Regions from separate parts of the Mus musculus genome. Here regions 1 and 3 are each linked to region 2. Evidence: chromatin contacts called from public Hi-C data. All regions are on one chromosome and are shown on one strand. Each heading gives the region's core, a stretch centred on a gene start, on an enhancer-like site or on the middle of the called end of the contact. The rest is flanking DNA. Distances are from core to core; before and after follow the strand shown. Region 1 overlaps Ltbp1 (latent transforming growth factor beta binding protein 1). Region 2 holds the start of Fam98a (family with sequence similarity 98, member A). Region 3 overlaps Ltbp1 (latent transforming growth factor beta binding protein 1).

Region 1 (3,891 bases), core at 126-2,625, 350 kb before region 2:
ATTTACATCTTGCTTATGTATGAGATGGCCTTTTCCAGGATTTGACACTGAGCCTGCAAGTCCCTTTTATGTTCACATTCCAGTGAAGAATCTGATGTTTCAAGTCTGCCCTGTGTCTTACAGGATGCTTGAAGCAGCCTTGGATCATTTGCATTACACTCATATGACCCAGGCTGGATGCTCATTCATCATACAGTAAGGATGATTTTGAACTCCTGATCCTCCTGCTTTCACCTCCAAAGTACTAAGGTTACATATGGATATGGTGTGTGCCACCATATCCGGCTAAATGCTTTGGTTCAGCTGTTTTGCCTTTTTGACCTTAGACATAAGCTCCTAGTGGGAAACACATGAAGACCCTGAAGTTTAATGAGTGGCATATACGTTTATGAAGGAGGAAGAGGAACCTTGGATTTGTAACAGCACTGTGGAGTGCTGTCTGTATGCCCAATGCCCAGTGGCTGAGAAATCAGGGGTCTGCAGGCATTCTATAGATGAGGTTAAATAACTGCTCAGCACCATGGAGCAAGTTTGTTTGAAAAGGCAGGTTTGAAGCTCAGAATCCAGTACTGTGTTCTCCTGTACCCACCGTTGTTTCATGCTGTCTTCTCTATGCTGGAGTGGACGTGTAGTCCAAGTTGAGAACCCTGGCACTGGACTCTCATCCATGCTGTCAAATGGGAGTGATGAGCTTTGAGAGGTTTTCCTATCTAGAGAGTTTGAAGGTGACTCCCTGAGGGTGCTGTTGCTCTGAGGAAGGACTGGTAGTGAATGAGAGGTGATGTCAGGGGGACTTTGTCCCAGGTGATGAAATGCAAATATACGTTCCTGGATTATTACCCAATTAAGGTGAGGATAAGAGCTATTGGGTACCCAGGAGAAGCTGAGATGACATTACTCAAGGCAGACTATATGTGTAAAACAGAATATATCTCAATTATTACACAAACCTTTGTTGGGCATGAGAACAAGCATGGGGTGTCACATAAACTTCATACAGACTGAAGTGGAGAATTTTGAAGGCAGTTCTTGGGGATTCATGATTCTAAATACAAGTCCTCACCTAGAGTAGCGTCCTCAAGTCCTGCAGGAAGTCAGATCCTCATTCCTAGTCACAGAAAGTGGCTTCCTACCCCTGAGAGCTGCTGTGGGCCTGGACAGGAATGATACTAAGTTCTGAGTGATTTCTGGGTCATCCCAGAGGAAGACATGAGATGAGAGTCCTCAGTGTTTTCTGGAAATCCAGGTGGGCTTAACTCCTCTCCAGCTACCAACTGGAGGGTTTCCCAATTGATCATTGAACAGACGTGAAGAGAGAAAGCAGGTCTGATTCATAGACATTGTGTTCACCTAAATGCCCCACCGTCTTTTTGGAGAGATGTAAAGTCTCTTTCCTGTGATTCACATGTATTACTCAGAATCCTTGTACTTACTGGACTCTAAAGCAGAGATTCAGGTTTGGGGGAAGTAACTTTTAAACACTGCAAATAGTGAGTCCTTCTCTCCTTCCCTCTCCTCTAATGCCAATATGGGTTATAGAGCTAGGCAGCTCTGATGTCAGAAAATACTCCCCTTCCAAGTGGTAAGAACACTGGGTGGACCTCTTCCCCATTCTTCAATAGGGAAGACACATTGTTAGTCTAGCGCATCGTATGATGAAACAGGAAACATGTTATCTTTGTGACTCAGCTGTGGCAAAACGCAAATGTCAGTCAGACAATGAGATGGGAATACAGGGGCTTAAGGTCCCTAAGCTTGCTTCTGAAAGAGGACAAAGCATCGGCTGGCGAGTGGTGGCTGTGGTCATGACAGCTGTGTGTGTCCTTGTCTCTTCTCGGCCCTGCCTAGGTCCTTCTCGTAATGTCAGAGATAAGCATTTTTGCTTGTCATTGTGTCTTATACTTCCTGGATACACTGTCACAAATAATGAGAACGTCGAGTCCTTCAGGCTGAGCCAGTGAATGGCATCCACTCTTCTGAACTTTGGATGCTTGCTGGGTAGTCAAGGCCTGGCTTTTCAGTCATTTAGCAGGCAACACAGAGAGTTTGAGTGTTCAGAGAGCTGCCAGTCATTGTTTAATGCTTTAGAGAACATCACAGGTTCTAAATCCAGGGAGGAATTTTTATTCTTCTTCTCTCTCTCTCTCTCAAAAAATTCTTTAGTTGATTTATATGTCTCTGTGTGTATATGCACACATGTGGGTGCAGGACCTGCCTAAGCCAGAAGAGAACACTGGATCCCCTGGAGCTGAAGTTACAGGCAAATGTCAGCTGCCCTTTGTGGGTTCTGGGAACTGAGCTGATATCCTCTGGAAGGACAAGTGTTTTTAATCACGGAGACATCTCTCCAGCCCATCTTCTGTTTCTCAGTTTTTGTCATTTAATTTCTTAAATCAAATTTTTATAAGCTAAAAAGGCAGGAATGCTGGGAGGTGGCTTCCTTGGTAAAATGCTTGCTGTGCACACATAAGAACCTGAGCTAGATCTCCAGTGCCAACGGAAAGGCTAGATGTGGTAGTGGGTCTCTGTAATCTCAGTGCTAGGGCCTCTGGAGCCTGATGGATCCTTGGGGTCCTGACCAATGTAACTGAGTTAGCCAGCTCCAGGTTGGATGAGAGATACTATTTCAGAAGTTAAGGTAGAAAGCAATTGAGGAAGATCCCCAAGGTTGACCTCTGGCCTCCTCATGTATATACATGCATGATCAGGAATACACACACACACACACACACACACACACACACACACACACACACAAATTCATACACACATACACACACAAACAAACATACACATACATCCACATATACTCGCACACACATGCACTCATATACACACATGCAAACATACTACACACATACACTCACACACACTCACATGTGTACTCATACACACACATGCACAGATATATGTGTGTACACACACTTATGTGAGCACACACACTCATATACACATGTATACTCCACACGCGCGCACACACATGCGTGCATGCACACCAGGAACTCCAGTGAGTGTGTTGTTATTTAGTAGCCCCTGATGACCTACTTGGAATCTTGGTGTCAGAGCTCCTTTGGGTCACTCTGTCATGTTGTGTGGCAATCTGGTAACATCAGAAAAGAAATCTTCCCCAAATAAATTTGGCTCTGAGGTAGGAGAAGAAGAGTCAAGTTGACCATGGACATTGTGTGTGCCCCTCACAGATTTATTAACCATTCTCCCAGCTGCTTCTCTTCATCCAGAGAAACAAGTAACACTTCGTCTGTCTAGAAAACCCAGGCCTGTCTCAACCCAGAGAGAGAATCCAGCCACAAAAAAAAAAAAAAAAAAAAAAAATCAAACAAACAAAAAACAACTGTCATGGGCACTTTGCATTTCTGTAGCTTCAGAGAGTAAATTTATAAGGGTCTTGAGGAGGCTTACCCTTTTAATTGTTGGGAGAAGAATAGAAGAAGTTGAACTTAAGGAATCCAAGTGCCTTGGAATGACTTCGAGTGGGTCGTTCATGTGGTTAGGGCAATGCTGTGTCCAAGGGAATACTTTGATTGATTGTGTCAGTGTCCTTGGGTGGCCCTCCCGAGAGCTTGAAGGCTTGTGTAAATTTGGTTTTCTCTAGAAGCTTCTAAGCTTTTACAGATGAGGCCTTATGTCCTCTCTGTTTTGTTCCCATAATAATGATCAGTATAATAAATGGGGCCATGGAGGGATTAAGAATAGAATAAGCTGGTTGGTTGCTGTACAAGTGGATGTTTTCAACTCTATTGAGACTGAGTAGATATTGTAGATGAGAATCCCAGCGGTTAGGTATTTGGTCCTTATGGATAGTAGCCATCATTTCTGCTTCGTTATAATTTATTGGTCATTGTGGTCCTCAACTCAAGGGTTTACACTCGA
Region 2 (4,360 bases), core at 137-2,636:
CAAAGAAATGACCACAGCGGCTGATGTTCACAGCGATGGTTAGTAAGCTTCCTTTATGGTCAGTACCTACTAGGACACCAAGCTAGTCACATGGGTTGCGCTTTGGCTACCTCAAAGGTGTCCTTCCCTAAAGAAAGGTGTCCCTTAAGAATTTCCATGGCATGGAAAAGCCTAAAGTTAAGCTTTGATTAAGGATTATAGTTAAAAATACAACAATCGGCAGGGCATGGGGGCTCACTCCTTTAATCATAGCTCTCAGGTGCCAGAGGCAGGAGGACCTCGGTGCGTCATTTCTTCTACGCTGATTTTATCCTGAAATAGTTATTCGCAGGCAAATACTTAATCATGCAGGGCTTTTTTTTTTTTTTTTTTTTTTTTTTTTTTTTTTTTTTTTTGCCTAAGAGCCTCTAGGTTCTCAAGTTTAAGCACCTTGATCTGGGTGACCAAACAAGATAAATAAGCCTTATTTCCAAATTCCTAAACACTGAAGACTATGACTGAGAGTCAAGATGCAAATATGCTGATTCTTGGTGGGTGAGGATGACCCTGGAATGCTGGAGTTCAGCGAGGCTGTGCTGGAGGTCTGAAGTCACTGACTGTCATTTCCAAAGCAGGTGGTTGAAAGGTTAGGTGCACAGCTGAGCGGGCTTGAGAGCAGCCGGCTGCATCGCCCAGACGTGCGCTTTGGGAAGCCTAGGTGCATGCAGAGATGACTGAGCAAAGATGATTTTTTTTTTTTTTTGAGAGAGAGAGAGACAGAGAAGTAGGGTGGGGGGTAGAAGCTCAAGAAAGAAGTAGGGAATCTTGGGGCCAAGTAGGAAAGCAGATACAACTTTGGCAAACCATAAAGTGGGGGTAGGGTGGGAGGACGGGAGGCAAGAAGAGAAAGCTTGGGGAGTGGGGGGGTGGTGAGAACCGGAGCCCAGACAATGACACGCATGACTGAGACACGCTGCGGGTAGCTGGGCTGTAGGGGAGCACCGGGGAGGACGAGGGCCGTCGGAGCCCAGTGGGCAGGGTAGGTGTGGACGTGGCACCGGGGGTCCCTGGGCCAGCAGCGGGAAGCTCCGGCGGGAGTCGGGTGCGGAGTGGCAAGGCAGGTGGCTCCGACCGGGCGCCCGAGGAGTTGCCGGGGCTCTAGCAGAGTGGACTTTCAGAAACTCATGCCCCCGCCGTCTTACCCTAGATCTTCCAACGACTCCAAGATGTCAGTCTCCATGAGGTCACACTCCATGCTACTGTGGTATTCAAATTTCCGAGTCGTCAGGCTGCCCTCTCGCCGGCAACGCGTACCCTAGCGCATGCGCTCCTTCCCCGGAACTTCCAAGTCGACAGCTGGCGCCTCAGTCCCCGTATTGCGCATGCCCCGAGCGTGCGCAAGCAGTTTGGTTCCGCCCACTGCCCCCACCTCACCGGCCGAGGAAAAAAAAATGGCCGGGTGTGCGCGTGCCCAGTATGGGGTAGTGAAGCTAGCTGCCCTAAGAAGGGCAGGAAGGCAGGTGGCGTGGCACCGAGGCTGGGAGACTCAGAGACTCAGCCAGGGGGCGCGGAGCTCTTGGAATGCGCATGTGCACAGCTTGGGGCGAGGCAGGCGCGGGAGGAGCAGAAGCAGGATCCAGCCTGGGATTGTAGAGTGACAGCTGTGGTATTGAAGATGCGTGTCCTCCTTTCACCTGCGAGTCACCACAGAAGGGCAAATTTGTGCGTTCCCAGCCACAGCCCAGGGCGGGGTTAGACGGGTCAAAAACAATGAAAGCCAGGAAAATGCCATTTGATTTTTCTTCAGTGTAGCCTCTGGAGTCCACGGTTAGAGAAGTGGCTTTCCTCAGTATGGATGCTTCAGAAAGTTTCTCCAGGGAAAGTTTTTTTTTTTTTTTTTGTCCCTGTCCTCTTGAGTCTGCCCCAGACACCACGCATTTTGTTTTAACGGGAAAGGGCATAACTCCATATCGAATACAATAGGGTATATTTGATTACATGCAGTTTAGACAATGGATCAACTTTTTGTCTCCGTTGACTTTTTTTTTTTTTTTTTTAATACAGGGTTTTATAGAGCCATGGATGGCCTGGAACTCACTATGCAGACCAGGCTGGCTGTGAACTCACAGAGCTCCACCTACCTTTGCCTTCCCAGTGCTGAGATTAAAGGCATCTGCTACCATGCTCAGTGTTGTCATTACTTTTGGCCACCCATGCTTGGGTGTAGCTTTCTATTATGAAAGAACTGTTGAATAAGGAGGAAATCGTTTTCAAAGAGATGATGTAGTTAGAAAATCATATTTATCTATGAATTGCCATGTTGTTATATTGTGTAGTCATTTGGTTTTAAACTTATTCTTACGTTTTATTTTGTAGTTTCCACTTTCATGTCTAATGGATAAGCATTCTCTGTCAGTAGTAATTCATGGTTTAGTTATTTATTTTGTGTAACATGGGTTGGGAGAAGGTTATGCACTAACTGTTCTAGTGACTATCCTCTTGACCCATGAGCGACCTGGCTTCTCCAAGAAAGCTCCCCTAAAGTTAAATATTCTTCAAGGTGTATTCATTGATTCTAATTTCCTGATTGGGAAAAGTTGCAAATCCAGAGCCAAGGTTCTGTCAGACTGTCATTAGTCCCCTTAAGAGCCCACCCTGGCCCATCCTGTGTGACCTAACCTCATTTTGGCTATCAGGTAAAACTTTTGGGATGTGTAAACATCCAAATTAGCTTCTGCCTACTCAAAGCCACAAGTGTCATCAGATAACAGCTAAGTTCTCTCCACATCACTGTAAACTTCTCACCTGCTGTCCCCACCAATATATCTGAAGAAATAATCCCTTGACTTATGAGTTGGTATTGTGTAACTATACAGACAGTGGAACCAGTTCTGTGTTGGCACATGTTATGTGGGGCAGTCTGAGTCTGTACCTGGGTCATGGTCACTCATATTTGGATCAAGAAAAAAAAGTATTTTGCATCAACATATTATTGTATAGGGTTATAATGCTGTATGAACATTGTTTGCATTATATAGATGAGCAACCTGAAGCACCGTGTCTTTCTGATCCTTAGCATTCGTAAACAATTAGTGCATTCTGAAACTTGAGTGTATTTGCATCCATACACTTACTTGATTGTTCAGACAAGGATTAAAAGCAGAATGGGAAAAGATAGGGAAATTAATTATCTGATTTTTTTATGCCTGTATATATTGTACATAATTTTAATAAAATGATTCTTTATCATGGAAATGTTGAATGTGCTAAAAACAGTAACAATGAAAGGTTGTTTTTTAATAGAAAAGGTTTTATTCCTAACTCAGACCCCCAGCCTTGTTACACAAGACTATTTTAAACGCTGACATTTAATTTTTAAGAAAATCAAGCAAAGTCAAAGGTTATCATTAGAAACATGATGTACTGTCAGTCACAGTTTCAAATGTTGCCATTTTTTTTAACTTTTGTAACTCAACAAAGGATTCCAGAAACAATCTGTGGTCTGGTTTTTATAAACACCTTTATGCAGACATGAGTATCCTACCTTATTAAGTATGAATTTTATAAACATATTACTCTAACAGTGTAGCTGAGGATTATTTCAGCATCCCTCAGCTTCTCCAAAAAAGATTTACAATAGTGTGGTAGAACTTGTACAGCTCTTTCCAGGATCACAACTCTGTGAGTTGCAGGTGTGTAAGCCCACTTATCTCCTTGTGTTTGCAGACTCTTCAGGTGATCTACTGTGTCAGAAATCTCCACTTCTGACTAGAGAGTCAGTCAATCAGTATAAACCCAAAGACTTTGTATCTGGCATCTTGACCAACCCAATGAGGACTCACAGAGCCCCACAGTGGCACACACTTCATTTCTGAACAGTAGACTAAAGGCTTCAAGCAGACAAATGCTGGTTCATGCCACGTCCAGGCTTGCTTTGGGTTGCACTTTTTGGAACTGAGCCTTTTTTTTTTTTTGGGCCACCTTGGTGCATATGAATCCCAGTTATAATGTAATGTAGCCATTCATGGTCTTGACCACCAGTCTTACTGAGCCAGGGAGAGAATGAGAAGTTCCTGTGGAGTTCAGACAGCTGATGATGTCAGCCAGGGACCCTGGCAAAGTACATTATGTTCATCACTGCTTTCTCTGAAGCTCCTGAATGTGCTCCTATGACCAAGCCCGCTCAGTCAGTCTACAGGTTCTCCAGTGCGGGAGTGAGGATTAAAACATAAAAAAGACAGACAACATTGTAGCGTGACCCCAGTCAATTCTGAGACTGAAGGCAATTTTTTATTTTCCAACCCACTTTTTATACAATTTTAATTACATGCAAGTATTTTGGGCAAGCAGTATATAAGGAACTACTAACAAAGCAGCAAGC
Region 3 (4,409 bases), core at 139-2,638, 440 kb before region 2:
CAGTTAAAGCTTCCAGGTTGAAGTGATGTGCTGAGCACGGTTCATGCAAAACGAATCCACTTCTAAATGTGGTTCTTGTGAATAAAGTCCTTCCCACACCTTCCTTCATTTCTTCCCCCCTTTCATTTATTTCCTTTTCATACAACTAAATATACTGAAGTATTTTCCAGATATGGAATCATAGTTGATAGACAGTAGGAGCAAGGAAGACAATAAATTTTTATAGTCCCCCAGGCTTGCATTCCAGGTTGATAGTTTGTAGGAACTGTACATATATACTTCTTTGGGTGCCATATTTTAACATAGTCTTGGCACAGAAAAAGTAGCTTTTCTCAATTTTTTTTTCAGGTTAAAGATTTGATTACAGAAATTCTAATTAAGTGGTGCTAACTCAGTCTCACACGATTATGCTTGCAGCTCAGTGTAATGGCAGCGTATAGAAACCCTTGCCTTTAAAAGCCAGAGAGTGTTGACTGTGACACACATGCATGAAAATGACGGGGCGGATGGAAACAGAACCGTGCCAACTTGTTAATTTCCCCCGGGGTTTACACAAATGTGGGCATTTATCGTGTTTTTACAGCTCCATACTTGCTGTCATTTGGAGTTCTCCTTAAAAGCAATCCATGTTAAATTTGTCTTTCAGAGGCAGGAGGAGGAGGAGGAGGAGGAGGAGGAGGAGGAGGAGGAGGAGGAGGAGGAGGAGGAGGAGGAGGAGGAGGAGGAGGAGGAGGAGGATGTGAGCTTTACTTTTAAAATGCAGCACTGGGCAGCAGAACAGTTAAGAAGTGCATTTAGCCCCTGTCTGTAAAGGGATTTGCTGTTCCGTTACCTTGATGGATTTGCTACTTTGTGTCCCATGGAGTATAAAATGTGACCAATATAGTTTGGATTGGGGTGGGGGTTCTTTTCTGGTTTGTTGAGCATGCAGGTGCTTAAGATGTTGATTTAAATTAGTTCTAATGTACTTGGGTAATCAAGCGTACAGTATTTTGAAGCCACTAACCAAGAAGAAAGAAGAGAGTGATTGCAGCCTTCTACGGTAATGAGACACATAAATCAAAAGGACGAAGGTGGAAACTTCTACTGGGCCCTGGGGTCTGATTTCGGGCACCTTAAAGGGATGCCTTTTTTGGATCAGGTGTGCTGTGATTATGCTACTGAGAGTTGAAAGGAAAAATCTAGATGCAAAATGGAGAAACTCTATAGCGCTAAAAAACAAAACAAAACAAAAAACAAAAAAACAAAAACAAAAAAACAAAAAGAAGCAAACATACCAACCAAAACAGAGCGCAACCATCTACTCTGTACCTTCTCGTTCAGAGTTGAGACCATGTGGTCAGGAAGCCTGGGTCTAAGGAGGAGACCCTGAGGAGGGTAGAAAACAGTGGTTCTCAATGTTCCTAATGTTGTGACCCTTTAATTCACTTCCTCATGTTGTGGTGACCCCACCAACCAAAACAATATTTCATTGCTACTTCATAACTATGATTTTTTTGCTACTGTTATGAATTGTAAATATCTGATTTGTAACCCCTATGAAAGGCTTTTGAACTCAGGTTGAGAACTACTGATAATATAAGAAAACATTCATTTCTAGGTGTGTGTGTGTGTGTGTGTGTGTGTGTGTGTGTGTGTGTGTTCAGTAACCAAATTCACATTGCGGTGGCAATCTAACTTGGATATGCAAGAGAAACAATGTTTCCCACTGTGAGGCTGAGAGGTCCAAGTTCTTCTAGATGTTAGCTCAGGCCTGGATAGAAATTCTCCTCAGCTTCTCTCCCACAGGATGACTTAGAACTGTGCACATGGTTCTTTTATTGAACTGTGGACTCCTTTTCATAGCTATGTATTTGACTTTTATGTTCAAATGATAAACACAGGAATCACTTACGTGCGTTTATACGTTGCTACAGGCTGGAATGACAATTTAGGATTCTGAAACCGTGGAAGGCTGATAGGCTGAGAACGGGGACATAAGTCTCTTTTCTTTCAATTTTCTCTTTCCTGTAAAGCTCACTGCAGTCCTAGCACATGCAAATATATCTGATTCCCTCTCTCTGTGGGAATATTTGCACTAGAGGTGATTTCATTGGAATTCTTAGCAATGCCTTGCTTTAGGTGAGTATTGGAGATCATATAAGTCCAAGGGTCATTTTTTTGCCAATGAGGACCATGGTTAATTCCTCTTAGGGGTTGAGGTTCAGGGAGGGAGAGAAGGTTTGAATGTGATTGTTTGCATTTTACAAGGTTAAATATTTGTAGTCTTTAAGGAGCAAGGGTGTGTGTGTGTGTGTGTGTGTGTGTGTGTGTGTGTGTGTGTATGTGTGTGTGTGAAGTATTATTGTGAGGGGGTAGAAAAAACAGAACTTCATACTTGTCCCTGGTTCTGGTCAAACTGGAATTTGTAGCTTTAAGACTGAGGAGACTTTCAGGACTAGCAAGTGCCGTGAAGCAGGGTTGGAGAGTGGAGGGGCTTGCCTAAGTGAAGGGCAAGACACGAGCCCTTAATTTGCACAAGTCATTTTAACACTGAGTGAATCGTAGACCCAGGTTTCCTATGTCGTTTCAGTTGGTGTCTATTTAATCTCAAATTCAATCCCAATCAGTTTGGGTTGGCTGCTTGGAGTGCTGTGTGACAATGGCTCACAGCAGAGGTTCTCAACCCCAAAACAGTCTTGAACCCCAAAGGGATCACAACAGATGTCCTGCAGATTGGATATTAACATTACACGTCACAGTAGCAAAATGGCAGTTATGAAGTAGCAACGAAATACTTTTATGGTTGGGGGGGTCACCACAATATGAGGAACTGTATCAAAGGGTAGCTGTATTAGGAAAGTTGAGAACCACTGGCCTAAGGGGAGGGTATAGGATGGGGTGGTCTCTGGTGCTTGCAATTATCCACCGCCTGCATAGTTTACACGACCCCACATAGTACCTTATTCTGTTGTTGCTTTTTTTTTAAAGCCCCTTTTGTCTACTCCTGCTGTTTCTTTTGCTGGTTGCCTCTCCCGGATACTTTGTTGCATCTAGTTCTTTGACCTGGAGTATGGATAAGGGAGTTGCTAAGCAGCCAGCCTCTCTTTCGGTCCTATTCTATCCTCCTGGATAGCTAAAGCCTCATACACTGAAGTCCCTCACCATAGCTGCCAGCTTATCCATCTCTTTCCTGCTTACTGAACAGTTATGGGGAAGAACAGGGAATTTAAGGCTTGGCCCTCCACCTTCCCTCCTCTCTTCTCTTTGTTTGCCCGAGGTCTTTGCTTCCTTGTGCGGTGTTCATTTCCTGGGCGTATCAACAAAGATTATGTGGGTGCAGTGTTTCTAACTTGCTCAAAGTTCAGGTCTCTGTTCTCCGAAACGCCATTTGTGATTCAGAGCCGTGAGTTTGGCCTATTGATTCTGATGGAAATCTGAGCATGGCTGCAGGCAACAAAATGACTCATGGCCTTGACTTCACTGTTGCCCTTATTTTAAACTCCTTAGAGGGAAAGTGTCACCCAGTTCTGACAGAGACTGTGAGCCAGGGCTGGGCTCCCCTTTGACTCAGGGATGTGTCACACTCTCTACCGGAAACTCACATTTTTAACACCAGTCATCATGAACTTGGCAGGAGGCCTTTTGGAGAGGTGTTGGTATTTGGTAGATTTATTTTTTTTCCCTGCTGCCCATGAAAAACAAACTCAGAAATCTGTTTTATTTCCCTCTTCCCCTTTGGAGATTTGTTTTGGAATAGTTTATCATTCCTCCATCTGGAGAACGCTTATTGTTGATCTGTAAATCGTGGTTCGCATAGGACCATGGCGAGGTGACTGCGGCCCTGGGCGAAGGGTAGAATAAACTGGGGCAGCTTGCCTGTTGGGGTGATGAAACCTCTTAGCTGGTGTTAGCGGTGGGTGGCTGGTGACCTGGCCAGTGACCACAGGTCTGCACTTCAAATACAGCTGGATTGACGTGAAGTCTTCTGAGGTCTTTGTGCATGCCTGTTCAGTTACTCACTGAAGTAGGTAACTCTTTTACTGCTCGGTGGTTCTGTGCTGAGAAAAAAAAATGCCCAGACTTGCCAGCCCATGCTAGGAACTTCCCAGAAGCCTAGAGGCCACAACCCATTTATGAGAACAGGGACTCCTAGCTCGTTCTCTGGTTTATTCTTATAGCCGATGAACGTTTCAATGGACTGTACTTCTAATTGGATGACGGTAGCTTCCTGAAGGCATGGCTATTTCACTCATTCATTGTTTGATGCCCAGCACTGGGGAAACCCAAGCAGAGAGGACTGTGGAGCTGTCAGATGGGGTGGGGCGGGGGATAATAATGGTCTTGTAGACTGTTTAAATCCTAGGTCAAGACTATAAGTTAGTTACCAGCCGAGATATTAGCCAGAAAATTCACCTCTGTGTGTCACT

Evidence for each region. Hi-C and Micro-C count contacts between places; a contact is called where the count stands out from the background.
Region 1: a contact with region 2 is called in a Hi-C map of myeloid progenitors, with 3 times the contacts expected there. The contact joins the enhancer-like site here to the promoter of Fam98a in region 2. A contact is called at or near these places in 3 of 484 Hi-C or Micro-C datasets (bone marrow-derived macrophages, embryonic stem cells and myeloid progenitors).
Region 3: a contact with region 2 is called in a Hi-C map of centroblasts, with 2.7 times the contacts expected there. The contact joins the enhancer-like site here to the promoter of Fam98a in region 2. A contact is called at or near these places in 3 of 39 promoter capture datasets (embryonic stem cells, hippocampal neurons and pre-B cells), 12 of 484 Hi-C or Micro-C datasets (the 3T3-L1 cell line, 3T3-L1-derived adipocytes, the MC3T3-E1 cell line and 7 more), 2 of 115 datasets of contacts at active chromatin or transcription factors (both in embryonic stem cells) and 3 of 9 other capture datasets (embryonic stem cells, liver and macrophages).

Annotation. Positions count from the first base shown.
Region 1 is chr17:75,198,151-75,202,041 of GRCm38.p6, forward strand. All of the region lies in intron 5 of Ltbp1 (latent transforming growth factor beta binding protein 1), which reads left to right. Among named protein-coding and RNA genes, the nearest start is that of Ltbp1, 190 kb to the left of the region's middle. Within about 2 kb of position 1,376, at least 61 of the 459 cell types and tissues checked have an H3K27ac peak or open chromatin away from gene starts, as enhancers often do. A contact at or near this core is called in bone marrow-derived macrophages and myeloid progenitors, where this site is marked.
Region 2 is chr17:75,550,560-75,554,919 of GRCm38.p6, forward strand. It overlaps Fam98a (family with sequence similarity 98, member A), which reads right to left and starts at 1,387. Exons shown (of 8, transcript NM_133747.2): 1 at 1,182-1,387. The coding sequence starts at 1,234.
Region 3 is chr17:75,107,118-75,111,526 of GRCm38.p6, forward strand. The region is part of intron 3 of Ltbp1 (latent transforming growth factor beta binding protein 1); the gene reads left to right. Among named protein-coding and RNA genes, the nearest start is that of Ltbp1, 100 kb to the left of the region's middle. Within about 2 kb of position 1,389, at least 16 of the 459 cell types and tissues checked have an H3K27ac peak or open chromatin away from gene starts, as enhancers often do. A contact at or near this core is called in centroblasts, where this site is marked.